Regions from separate parts of the Zea mays genome. Here region 1 is linked to region 2. Evidence: chromatin contacts called from public Hi-C data. All regions are on one chromosome and are shown on one strand. The core of a region is the stretch at or near the end of the contact, and the rest is flanking DNA. Distances in the headings are between cores, read along the strand shown.

Region 1 (6,717 bases), core at 2,787-5,286, 850 kb before region 2:
CGCCGCACGCCAGCTGCGCCTTGGCCTGCATCAGCTGCGCTTGCAGGATGGCGACCTGCAGGGTGCATTATTATTGTATTCTCGATCAGATCTCTCGATGACGATTGATCGGTTAGGGTTATATAGTAGGATGGCATCGATCAGGATCATGTGATGATGTGATGATCTGGCTGTGCATGATCACCTGCTGCTGGAGGGCGAAGATCTGGGCGACGCAGCCGTAGACGGGGTCCCGGAGCCTGGCCTGCGCCTCGTAGGTGATGGTGACGACGGCCTCGCAGCGGTCGGCGACGGGGAGGTGGGACAGCAGCTTGGAGGCGTTGCTGGCGCCGAACACCTTGTGGATGGCGGCGAAGCGCGCGGCGCCCTGGTCGCTGCTGAAGTAGGGCGCGAACACGCACTCCGGCACGCACCGCCGGCGCAGGAACTTGCACGCGCCGCACGGAGACCCCGCGCCCGTCGCGGCAGCAGCAGCGGCAGCGGCAGCGGCGGCCCCTCCGTTGGCCATGTCGTCGGTCGTCGTCAGTCACTGGCGCAAACGGCTAGCAAAGGAAGAGCTAACTAGCTATAGAGCTAGTCGATAGATCGTCTCCGATGTGCTAGCTATGCTATATTGCTATGGTAGGACTTGCGCGCTGCTTCTGCTTATGGATGGAGTATGGACTACCGGTGCAACTCGAGGGGAGATGGATTTATAGGAGGGGAGGCGAGAGGAGGGGGAGCGCGGAGGAGGGCTGTGTCTGTGTAGACAGGTAGGGACGAGTGTCTGGTTCGAAGGGAGCAGACGTGTTAATGCTGTGTTGAAGAAAAGGAGCCCGCGTTGCATGCTTGGCTTAATAAGCTGCCATGCACCACCACGACCTGCAGCTTAATTAAAATATCCTAGCTAAACACTCTCCTACTGCTTGCTACGGCACCAGTGGCTGAATCCAAGTTCTAATCCATAGCAACTAAAGATAGCTGTTGAATCCAAGTTCTACTCACTAAATAGGAAAGAAAAAAAAACAAACAAACAAACAAGAGAGACTGGTGCAGATTTCAGAGATAGTCTTCCACATTTTACGATGCATTTGCATCCTTCTAGCTAGTCCTATAGCTAGCTATAGCTGCTAGCTAGTATCATGAGTGAGTGAGAAGAGACCCTTCTTGGAGCGTATGCGTATCGTTGGAGAAGATGGGTGATGAGGTATACATATACTCATGTCAAATCGAAGGATTGGAGGGGGGCATAGAAATCGGAGGTGATTGTGCGCGTACGTGCAGCCGGCATAAACAAAGCATTTCGCGCCGAACGGAACGGCCGCACTCTGCAGTACTCCTACTACAGTACAAGTAGTGTGGACGCCCACGTCACCTCAAAACTGCCCGCCGCTGCCGTTGGATCTATCTGCCTGCTCTGCTCTGCTCACATCGCAATCGCATGCATTAATCTAATCGTATGACGACGGCCATGCACTCCCTGATGATAACCTGATTGCTTTGCTTTGCTTCGTCCATCCATCATCGCCTTTGACTGCTCATACATCCTCTTCAGAGTTCAGACCAACAAAAAAAAACATTTGTCCTCTAGAAAAAAAAAAACTCCTTGGCACCTCCTTTGAGCAGCTCCAATAGTTATGTAAAATTTGGCTCTTTAAATCATAGGTTTAGAGAGTTAACTTTAATTTGGGAGTTAAACATTTGTGAGTTCTCTGAATATAAGTGACACCATAAAATCAGTGACAGAGTGACAAGGGCGACATTGTGACACAACTGCCACCATAGGTATGAAGTACTAGTAGCTTGCAAATGCAACTTCACTGGTTTAATTTGATCGTAAGTAAGTGCCATCTTGGAGGCTTGGAGCAAATCAAAGCTGCTAGTTGGTCCTTTTCACTCTTCAGCCAAACTTTATAGTACTAGTACGCAGAGGAAACATGACAAACGACAGAAAAAAAAACCAAGACTTGCAGAACAGAGAATCTCTACACGACGTTTTGAGTGATATCGTCAGTTTTCTGGTTCCGGGAGTTTATAAATGGTCTCTAAATGTAGAGACAAAATAAGGATATATAAGAATTGAAGTTCCTATGTTTAGAAAGTTCATAAAGAGCTGTTGGACACAAGTTTTAAGACCAACTACCTAACTTATTGATTTAGAGAGTCCTTTAGCAAACTAATGGAGTTGCTCTTATAGAAGAGAAGGGAAAAGAAAACATCATCAAAACCAAAAAACATTTGCTCTCTTTCTCTACTGTACTTTCTTCAAGTCAACCCCCTTCTCTATATCACACCATACGGTGTACAGTACAGGCACCACCCACCCACCTACCATACGGTGTACAGGTACCTGCAAGCTTAGCTTGGCATCGCAACGCAACTGTAAGGGATGCAGATGCATCCAACACATCCAGTCAGTCAGCTGATGTATGAGGTCATGCATGGGGATGGTGATGGCCATGTCATGTCAACCCTCCTCTACGGAAATCCAAGCACAAAAACAGCAGCTCCCACGCCCGTGTCGCTCGCCGAAGCCCAAAGAAGAAACCCTGGCGTCGTCCGCATTCATCACAAGCACCGAAATCCATGGACCATGGGAGTCCCAGGCCAGGCATAGGCAATGGATGGATCAGGCGAGCGCCGTCCTTGTTGAACCCAACCAGATCATCATGCTACGCCCGCCTGCCAAGGGGGAGAAGCGGGGATCAGACAGACACCAACGGCTCTGCCGACTGACCACCTTAGCCGAGCAACCACAGCTGATCCTCGTCTCGTGGGAGTATGCGCGCTTCGCAAGGATGTCAATGGCAGTCTGCGCCCTGACAAGCAAGATATCGTTCAATACAAAGTATAATGAGCAAATGGATGATGCTCCATCGTCACAAAACTCACCATGGAACTCTGTAGCGCCGAGCAGCTATTTCCAGGCGTTTCACAAGGGGCCTCCAGCTGCGACTTGAGAAATATCTTTGCTCCCTGTCAGCTTCCTATGTTCAGAGCTGCCATCGGCCCTTTCTCGGGCTCTCTCAGGCTTCTTGGGCTTGTGCTCAACAAAACCATCCAAACCGAAAGGATCAGAGGATTCTTCTCCTAGCTCCGAGGCAGCTACGATCTGTTTTGCTGTCGGTCACTGTGTCAGTTTTTGCTTGCAGCAGCAAGAGCTGCAGCTTCACCATTTTTCATCATCCGCTGTTGCCACTGAGATGGTAAGCAAAATCTTTCCTACCAGGCAAGCCACCAGTGGATACATGGTTGGTGCAGTCACATTAACCAAGGAGCCTTCAGCCACTTCGCATTTGGGTGATCATAGGGCTGCACACGAGGAGTCTCAAGGAAGAGAAACTGCATGGGAAAAGCAAAACCCTGGTTTAAATACATTTAATTCACACGAAAAAGAAGATCTCATGTAATATGGCACAGATAGTTCTTTGTAGCGATATAGGTAAGCACGTGCCTCAAATGACTTCCCCGATCTCTCGTACTATGGGCTCAGGATCCTTTGCAAACTCCTCCAAAAGCACAATGCTCTCTTGGTCTACACAACACAGCACGACCACAAATCTCAGACAACCATAAAATGTCTATGCATGGGAATGGGACCGGAGTTGGTAAATGACATCTTGCTAAAGCTCGCAGTGTTAGTTACCCGCATTGAGCCAAGGGCTTCAGCGGCTTCATGCCTGGCCATTGGATGCTCACAGACATTCTTCACGACCGTAGAATGTGCATCTGAAGCGGTTTTATTTTGCAGCTGACCTAGCACATAAGCAACCTGTCGAGAGAGAGAAAAAAGTGCTGCATTAGACAAAATTGAAGGCATCTGACTGACCAAAAACTAAGAAGTAACGGGATGTTGTCCTCCCTAGCGTAACAACTAACAATACTGACAAACAACTGACATATGACATCATAAATTTAAAAAATAACTGCAAGGCTGCTCAAGTCAGTGCTCAACTCCATTTTAACAGATTATACCAATTTGAATATCATGTAAATGTTAAAATCAAGACTACCACGCTGCTGTGATGATGTGAGTTCCTTCCTTTGCAGGACCTTATGGCGAAGTCCATGGTCAAGTCAATCTTCGTTCGCCGCGAACACGACGTCTGGGCCGCGCTGCAGCGCCATAAGGCCATGCTGCTTCGTGCCAACGAGCAGTTGGAGCTGAGGAGCGATGAGGCGGCGGACTTGACTTCGCTGTGCGCTGAACTGAGAGACGAAGCCGCGGCCGAGCGCGGGAAGGTGTCTCCGCTCGTGGAGGAGGTCCGTCGCCTGAAGGCAGAGGCGGCCCTGCAGCAGGAGGAAATGCGACTGCTGAAGGGAAACCTTCAGGCGATGGCCGCGGAGCGGAATGAGTCCCGGCGTCAGGTCGCCGAAGCTTCCCTCCGCGTCGACTCCCTCTCCAAGCACTTGGAGGCCAAGCGGTCCGAGAGCCGAGCTTTGAGGGCTCGGACGGGAGGTAATTGTTAGGGTCTAGTCATGGCTTAACGCTTCTGTCCTTTCCCAGAGCTCAAGAAGGATCTGGAGACCGCCGCCCAGACCATGGACCAGAAGGTGGCCGAGCTGAAGGAGATATCGGACACTGTGGCGGAATTCAGCCGAGACCTTGATGCGGCGGATATCCACGGAGCCGTATGCAAGCCCTGAGTGGCTATGTATGGAACGAACTCTGCAAGGCCGTTCACCTTGGGGTGAAGCTGGCGCTGTTAGCAGCAGGTAGTGGAGATAGATCCGAGACAGGAATTGGAGGTAGGAAGCAGGAACCTCGGGATTTAGGAAGATAGCAAGAGATTCATAGGAACAGAGAAAGCACAGGTTAGAGACGAAGAAGAAGGTATAGTTCTGTTTACAGTCTGAATATCTTCCCTTGCCCTATGGACGATCTCCTCTAAATACTCGTTCAACTGGCTCACGACACAAAATTACATTGCTGGTCACTCTGGGCCGCTCAGCTTCACAATTGCCGCCCAGGCTTGCTCACTCCGCCTCGGCCCAATTGTCTTCATGTCCTCATATGTAGCCTGTTCCCACCACTGGATGTATGACATTCCCCCTTTCTTAAGATTTGGCTTGCCCTCAAGCCAAAGCATCATGAACTTGAGGTCGAAGACCACTCTGCCCGGATCCCATGGAGTTAGCAATCCAATGATCCATATCAAATATTTACCACAACCGATCATACGTGTCACTCCAATAGAAGCAAGCATTAGATGAAGCTCATGAAAAATATAGCCATTGGCCACTTCTATCATTTCTGGTAGTAAATGCCTTTCTATGTTGGTGGCTAACTCCTGTGACCAAGACTTGGGCAATAGAATATTAGGAAATGAAAACTGTGCACCACAAAATTCCTCAACTGATGATGAATACTTGAGCTTTCTGAAAAAGAATAGGCTGTTCAGGCCATGTGACTGCTGCCAATATATTGATAGTTCAGAAAACTGAAACTGGGTTAATTCCTGACCATCCCAAGGAGCAAACATATCAGCCTCAGTGAAATGTCCCTGTAAGTGTTGCAAACTCAGTAGATCAAAGCCACAGAATATCATGTGCACCCTCTCATTGTGTTGAATGAAGTAGCAATCAGGAGCAACGATTAACCACACCGTACCTCTGTCATGCTGACTGTATAAACCAGTAACTCCAGAAAAATTCTTAACAGTCCAAGTAAACACCATGACACTAGGAATCGAGCAAACAATGGCTTCCTTCAAAACACCAGGTTGGCCTCCACATAATATGCCTTCTTCCATCACAGCAATGCAGGTCTGGTGTTGTGGCATGTTTGGTGCAATCTTCATTGCTTGCGGTCTTGCTGCATTTAACACAGCACGAGCTTCAGAGAATAGTCCAATATCGAGGCTGAGACATTTGGTCGAACACTCGAGGGGCGAGCTGCTGCTGTTGTCTGTCTTTGACTTGATGATGGTGAAGTCGTGGAAGAAGTGTCCGTCGAACCTGCCGAAGGCAACTTGCATCACGTAGACCCTAGTGAAGCGGTGGTCCAGGAGCGATGCGTCGGAACGCAGCAGTCCGCGTGGCTGTGCGACGTGGTGGTAGTAACTGGTGTTGCAGGTGGTGCAGTTGTCGGGATCGAACTCCAATGCCGCTTCCGCCGTACTGGTGCTGTTGTGGGAGCAGCGCATCCGCCACTTGTTGGCGAAGTGGGCGTCGAGTGCCGGGTCGGGCGTGGTGCAGATAGTGGTGTGCGCGTCCCTGAGGATGGTGCTTTGCTGCATTTCCTCGAATACCACCTTGGCACCAATCAAGGTAGGCGAAAGCTTGAGGTGCTGCAGCAGCAGGCACCCGATGTGCGACTTGACAGGGTCGAGGCGGGCGCACATGAGCGTGTCCAAGGGCGTGGCGAGCTGCTCCTCGGTGGCGCGGTCCTCGCCGTAAGTGTCCTCGACGCCGCCCGCCACGGTGGCTGCGTCGTCTAGGTCCATCACGAACGGCGTGTCGCTGCCGCGAATCCCCTTGAGCGTGCTCTCCATGTCGCCGAAGCCGAAGCGCACCACCACCAGGTTGTCGCGGCTGCTGGTCCATCGGCGACGGACGCAGCGAGGGAGGCGTCGTCGAGCGAGGCGTAGGCGGAGAGGTTGAGCCGCTCGAGCGTTAGGAACGCACGAAGTAGGCGCGGAAGTGGCTCGCGTCGGAGCATCCATAGCGCGCGACGGTGCACGGCCTTGGCCATAGCATGCTCGGTGAGCCCCCAAGTCGAACAGGTGGTGGGCATGG
Region 2 (6,279 bases), core at 3,492-5,991:
GGCGCGGAAGCTGTCGCTCACGCGCGCGCTCTTCTACATGGTCATGCAGTGCCTGGGCGCCATCTGCGGCGCCGGCGTCGTCAAGGGCTTCCAGGAGGGCCTCTACATGGGCGCCGGCGGCGGCGCCAACGCCGTCAACCCCGGGTACACCAAGGGCGACGGGCTCGGGGCGGAGATCGTCGGCACCTTCGTGCTCGTCTACACCGTCTTCTCCGCCACCGACGCCAAGCGCAGCGCCCGCGACTCCCACGTGCCCATCCTCGCGCCGCTCCCCATAGGCTTCGCCGTCTTCCTCGTGCACCTGGCGACCATCCCCATCACCGGCACCGGCATCAACCCCGCGCGCAGCCTCGGCGCCGCCATCGTCTACAACAGGTCCCACGCATGGAACGACCACGTGAGTTTCATTCTGGCCATGTCGATCGATCGAATTCTCATGCTGCGGCGCGAGTTCATGACTGACCTTGGATTTGAACTATTATTATTGCAGTGGATCTTCTGGGTTGGCCCCTTCATCGGTGCTGCTCTTGCCGCCATCTACCACGTGGTCATCATCAGGGCCCTCCCCTTCAAGAGCCGTGACTGATTATACGTACATTGTTTATTACCAACAGCAACCATGCAGCATACGAATCATCGTTATTAAGCTATATATGTATAATATCCAGCATGTCTTGTTAATTACTAGTATATGTGCTAGTAAGTGGTGCGTGCTCGCTCTTCCATCGCTGTCGTCGTCTCATCTGCTATTGTTCGTCATATATATATGTCCATGTGAGCTAGCTAGTGTGTATCACGCGCGGAGGCCAGTTCAGCTAGCCATCAGTCTGCAATGCACTTTGTGACTTCTCTGTTTAGTCCTCTCTCGCTTGGGTTTTGGTACGGTGAAGTATATAAACTAAGCATGCATATGTGTAAAAATTCAAATTCAAGTGTATGCATGCATGCCAATAATGAAAGTTAAGAAGAAGACTCCCTGTTTATGATAAGATGTTGTTGTACCGATTTATTTGATGTGTCCAAACGTTGTGACTTTGGTTCGAATTTAGTCGTAACATTAAAAAAAAATCAAAGTTAGTGACGTACGGCAGCTATGCATGTATACCTGGAATTTGTCAAATGGTTCGACCTCTTTTGTCGGGGAGGGGGAGGGAGCGATAAATAACTATATATATATTTCTTCTTTTAATAGTGGATAAGGTCGGCGGATAACATAAAATAGCTCATCGTCAACCAAATGCATGACGCCATGAGTAATAAGCAATGCTATCATTTTCTCTCTCTCTCTCTCTCTCTCTCTTTCTCAATGCTATCGGGACTGCCGGACTGGCTCTAAAAATACTACCGACCATGCATTCTAGAAATTTTATTTGTAAATGATGACTTTATTATGCAGGATCGGGATTATACGAATAGTATATATATAGTTTATATAGAACTATTGACGAAAAGAAAGAGTCAGTGAGAGGTCTCTTTCAGAGTAGGGAATGGCAATGGCTCTGCTCCACTATAGCGTGTGTGTTTTTGCTTTGGCGGCACGCCGGCACTTATCATATGCGACAAATATTATACAGATCCGTTTGCTACAGCTCAACTTATCAGTTAAATAGTTTTATTGGACAAGCTATTTTTCGAATAACTCTGCTGCTGGTAGGGTTGAACCTTGTGAGGGTCGAGGCACACCAGAAGCGACCAAAACTGTAAGCTAAGCCGTCATAAACATTTCACCTAACATCTTAGGCCCTGTTCGTTTTTATTAAATTCATGAGGATTATTGAGAGAGATTGAATCCCCTACAAGTCAAAATCTCCCTCAATCCATTCCAATCCTCCTCAATCTCCATAGATTAGAGATGAAACGAACAAAGCCTTATGTGGATGAACCAAAAGAAGCATCTAATTAAGCTTCTTATCAAACAACCACACACTGTCTAGTAATACAACAACAATATATATGCAACAATTAGCTCAGCACAACAGTAACCTCATCAGCATATCACCAACATATCAAAGAACACATCACATATATGCCTCTAATGCCAATATGACCACACACCAAAAAACTTTAGAGATGGCTCCAATAGAAAGCAAGATGAGGAGAAAGTAAAATACCTAAACAAATGAAAGACACATGGATTTACGTGGGAAAACTCTTACGAAGAGAAAACCCACGGACGGCGACGAGCAAAAACTTCACTATAAAGATAAAAAATATAAGAGGTGAGAGTCAACAAGTGATGAGAGGCTCCAAATCCCCAAATCCCTAAACCACAGAGTCCAAGATGGACAAAGAAAGAAAAAAACAACCAGGCCCAATTACTGCAGCCCATCTTTTGTGACACCAACCAGAAAGCCCATCTTCAGTTTACTGATCCCGTATCATCTTAAGGAATTAAGCCATGGCTACATCTTGTTTGAAGGTTAGGGTTTCCTTTTGTTTTAATTTACTATCTTGAACTTTCTTAAGCCTTGAAGCAAGAACTTCATGCTACGTATACTATTTCAAATAGTAAAACAATGTTTTTAGGTTTCTGAAACAGGAAAACGTCATCTTTAATTTGCTTATCGACATGGATCATGTACGCAACAGGAAGATTATTGCGTTGGGAAGAGAGGATGGAATTAGCAGAACCCAACAAAATGTGAATTGTACAAATTACGTACAAAGATTGGAAGATCATCTTCTCCTTCTTTTTTTTCCTTTTCCATTTTTATATTTTTATATCCACAAAAAGAGCCCGCCGCTTTATGTTCTTCTAATATTTATTTTTTATATATATGTGTGTGTCCATGACTTTTCCTTTTTGTTCGCTCTTCTGATGAATCCTCCTGACGATGTTTAATGCAATCATTGCTGAACTGAGACCTTATTATTTTATGAGCCAAAATCAAATCCTATTAATTCCTCCTGGGCCCTGGGCATTCGAAACCTAAATCTGATCTGTCGGCCCAAGACATTAATCTTTTGATCGGCCTGCTGTGTGCTTGGTAGTAATGATCACTAGCAGGCAAGGCATGGCATGCCGGCCGGCCAAGCTTTCTAGTAACACAAAGGCAGGACAGACAAGACATCCTCCTCCTCTGTATATACGCACCGTCATGTCAGCTAAAAACTGCATTACTCTCTTGATCATGTATGTACATTTACATGGCATCAACAAAGACTGATGATGAACACATGTATGTACTATCTAGTAGACTACTACGACTCCTAGGCAGTTTGCTTTGATGGGATGCAACATCGCTGTTAGCTTCACTGTTAAGACTTCCGATGCCACTTTATTTTCTTCTACTCAATTGACTTGCTAGTAGTTGTTGTTGTTGCTGCTACCATTTCATTTCATTTTACTCTATCATTTCATTTTATATTCTCGCTGCCTTCCTCCTATGGTCGTCATCGTCCGGTTAGTTATAATGATATGTTGACTTGTAAAACTGATCTGGTAGCTTTAAACATGCAGATATTCAGCTACAGCAGAGTAACAATATTCACTTGCATAATAATATAAAATTAACAGTAGGAGAACATGTACATATGGTGTTCTTGTCATGCTTTCCATAGATATCGCCAAAAGTCCGGTGCATCATTTCACTTTGTTCAAAAATCAAAAGGCAGAGGAGGGAGAGGATTACGGTCTATGAGCACACAAAAGATGCAGGCTACTAATTAATAAGATTACCCTGCTAGCTTTTGGTCACAGCATGCTCATGATTCTGTCGTCCTGCCGTTTGCGATGAAGCGGCGACTAGCAGCTTAATTTCTGTGTCTGTCGGTGCTGCATTCCGCTCTGCATTTTTCCTTTCTTTTTTTCTTTTTCTTTTTCCAGTGGGGTGGACTATGGAATGGAGGCAACAAAGAAGAGGATGTTTATTCCGCTGTTGCACGATAGGTAGATAGATATGGACAGGTATTTTAAGCATATAAAATGCACTCTAACTAATTAGGTTCTCCATATTTTTTATACTACTCCAGTATGATGGGAAGACTCGAAACAGTTTAAATGGAATGGTGGCAAATGTTTTGCCATAACTTGGCGACATATTAATTCAAGAGGACAACAAACCTAGATAATGATTTGGTTCAATTTACCCTTAACAAGATTTATCGTTTTTTTTTACTTTTCTTTATGTATAAATTGAGTTTTCCGTTCAATTTTTTGTTAGTTAGCAAAAAATATATTACGTTTTTACAATTATTTTGATAGATTAGACATTAATAAGATACAAGCATTAATGATACAAAAGTAAATGTAAAATAATAATTACTCTTTAAATATTTTTGAAACATAAGTTATGATAATTTCGATCGCCTCAGAAAACACTAAATTGAAATTGTACTTGTACATGAAGAAACATATCCAAGGAAGCGAATTGTAAAGGTATTCTAACACATAAAAAAATTCAAAACGTAATAGAACATAGATAATATAAAATACTGGATTCAATCCAATCAAACGGGGCGAGCCAGCCAGGGGCTCAGTTGCGGGGTACTACCAGGAGATTGTCCGGAAGAAACAGACAATTCCACGTGTCAGGACGGGTCCCGCCCCGTCCCTCCATGACGTGACGCCGTGACGGAAACTCCATCCACCACCCACTTCCGTCCCGTCCCGTTTCTCACCCCAAACCAAACCCGCTTCCAAATTCGCGTGTAAAAACTTCACATCCCGTGGCCTCCGCTAAACAAAATTTCGCTGTATTTTGTCCAAACTTCAAATATGTTTAATTATGCAGTATGCACCATGCATAATTAGATACCATACATATACACGCACAGTTGCGATTATTACGCGTGAGTGAAAGAGATACGCGCCTCTCTCCTCTCGCGGCCCAAACCAAATTTACAACAACCAAAAAAGAAACTAAATAAAAAAATAAATAAATAGCGGCCTTTTCTTCTTCGTCTTCCTTCCACCTTGCTCCTCAACCTCTCTCTCTCTCTCCTTTCCTCCGTGAGTTGCGTCTCCACCTCTCCTCCCTCTTCCTTCCGTCCTCGTCCTCCCCACCCAATCCAACCCCCTCCCCGCCGTCCCCGAGGCTGGCTGTAGCCGTCTCTCCGGCTCTGGCTCGCAATCCAACCTCCAATCGCTCGCGAATGCCGCCTCCTCGCCGCGGCCCCAACCCCGCCCTAATCCCCACCCCGTCGCCTCCGCATTAGCCATTTCCCAGCCAACAATCTCTTCTCCTCGCGTTAGGGTTAGGGCACCCCATCTATCTATTGCGACAGACAAAACGACATGGACGAGTACCACCACCACCACCAGCGCATGGGCGCCGCCGCCGACTTCCGCCGCGACCTCGAGGACCTCGTCTGCGACCACCTCGGCGGCTGCTTCTCCCCGGCCCCGTCCTCCTCCTCCTCCTGCTCCGCCGCGGCGGGCGGAGGCGCCGCGGACCATGAGCCCGACGGCGAGGCCGAGTCGTCGGCGGTGCGCAGGCGGAGGCGGGAGTCGCGCCTCCTCAGCCGCTGGGTCGCGCGCCAGGCTGAGGAGGTGCTCTCCTCCATGGAGCGCGAGGTCGAGCGCCGCAACCGCGAGGCCGAGCTCCTCGCGCTCGCGCGCCTCCACCCGGTCTCCACCCTCGACCCCTCCTCCTTCCTCCTCTCCTCGACCGCCGCGCCGCCGCCGCCGCGCCCGCAGGCGCCCTCCCTCAACGCGCCCTCCTCGCTCCTGCAGATGTGGCGCGAGCTCGAGCACCCCCGCGCCGACGCCGCCCACCCCTTCGACCGCGAGCCTTCCCCGGACAACGCCGACCGTGACCGCGAGCGCGTGCGCCAGATCGCGCGACGCCTCACGGACACCGCCGCCGCCGCTGCCACCGCCACCGCCGGTGGGGAGTGGCTCGGCGAGACGGAGCGGCAGAGGGTCAGGCTCGTAAGGGAGTGGGTACAGATGGCGAGCCAGCCGCGCGACTCCCGTGCGGGCACGCGCAGGGACGAGCCTGCAGCCGGGACCGACAGGGACAGGCGAGGGGAGCTGGAGCCTCCTCGGCTACGAGGCCGGCAGGCGCGATTGGATGTCATCAGCCGTATGGCCAGGGAGCGTCAGCGCGAGCTGCAGGGCATATCAGGGTACCATGTGGTGTCGGAGTTTCCTCGCCGCAGCCGCAACCGCATCCAGGTGGGAACCTAGCGGCATTGCATTGCACGAACCACTTACCTGTGAAACCGTGCATGCTGGTTTGTGAAATTGGTGTTTTCGTCACAGGGACTGCTTAGGGGAAGGTTCTTAAGGAATGGGGCGCTTGAAGAGGAGCGACCACCATCTGTGGCAGCGAGGGA

What was found. Hi-C and Micro-C count contacts between places; a contact is called where the count stands out from the background.
Region 1: a Hi-C map of tassel shows a contact between it and region 2, with 2.3 times the contacts expected there. The contact joins the promoter of LOC103654111 here to the promoter of LOC103654099 in region 2. A contact is called at or near these places in 4 of 25 Hi-C or Micro-C datasets (bundle sheath, ear, endosperm and 1 more).

Annotation. Positions count from the first base shown.
Region 1 is chr4:175,946,538-175,953,254 of Zm-B73-REFERENCE-NAM-5.0, reverse strand. LOC103654111 reads left to right here and starts at 4,036. Exons shown (of 5, transcript XM_020552699.2): 1 at 4,036-4,438. The coding sequence starts at 4,036. It overlaps LOC103654112 (LOB domain-containing protein 16), which reads right to left and starts at 1,113. Exons shown (of 2, transcript XM_008680935.3): 1 at 185-1,113; 2 at 1-55. The coding sequence starts at 508. It also overlaps the pseudogene LOC103654110.
Region 2 is chr4:175,093,154-175,099,432 of Zm-B73-REFERENCE-NAM-5.0, reverse strand. It overlaps LOC103654099 (RING/U-box superfamily protein), which reads left to right and starts at 4,741. Exons shown (of 7, transcript XM_008680923.4): 1 at 4,741-6,118; 2 at 6,206-6,279. The coding sequence starts at 5,237. It overlaps LOC542014 (plasma membrane intrinsic protein 1), which reads left to right. Exons shown (of 2, transcript NM_001111661.1): 1 at 1-397; 2 at 491-970. The coding sequence ends at 586.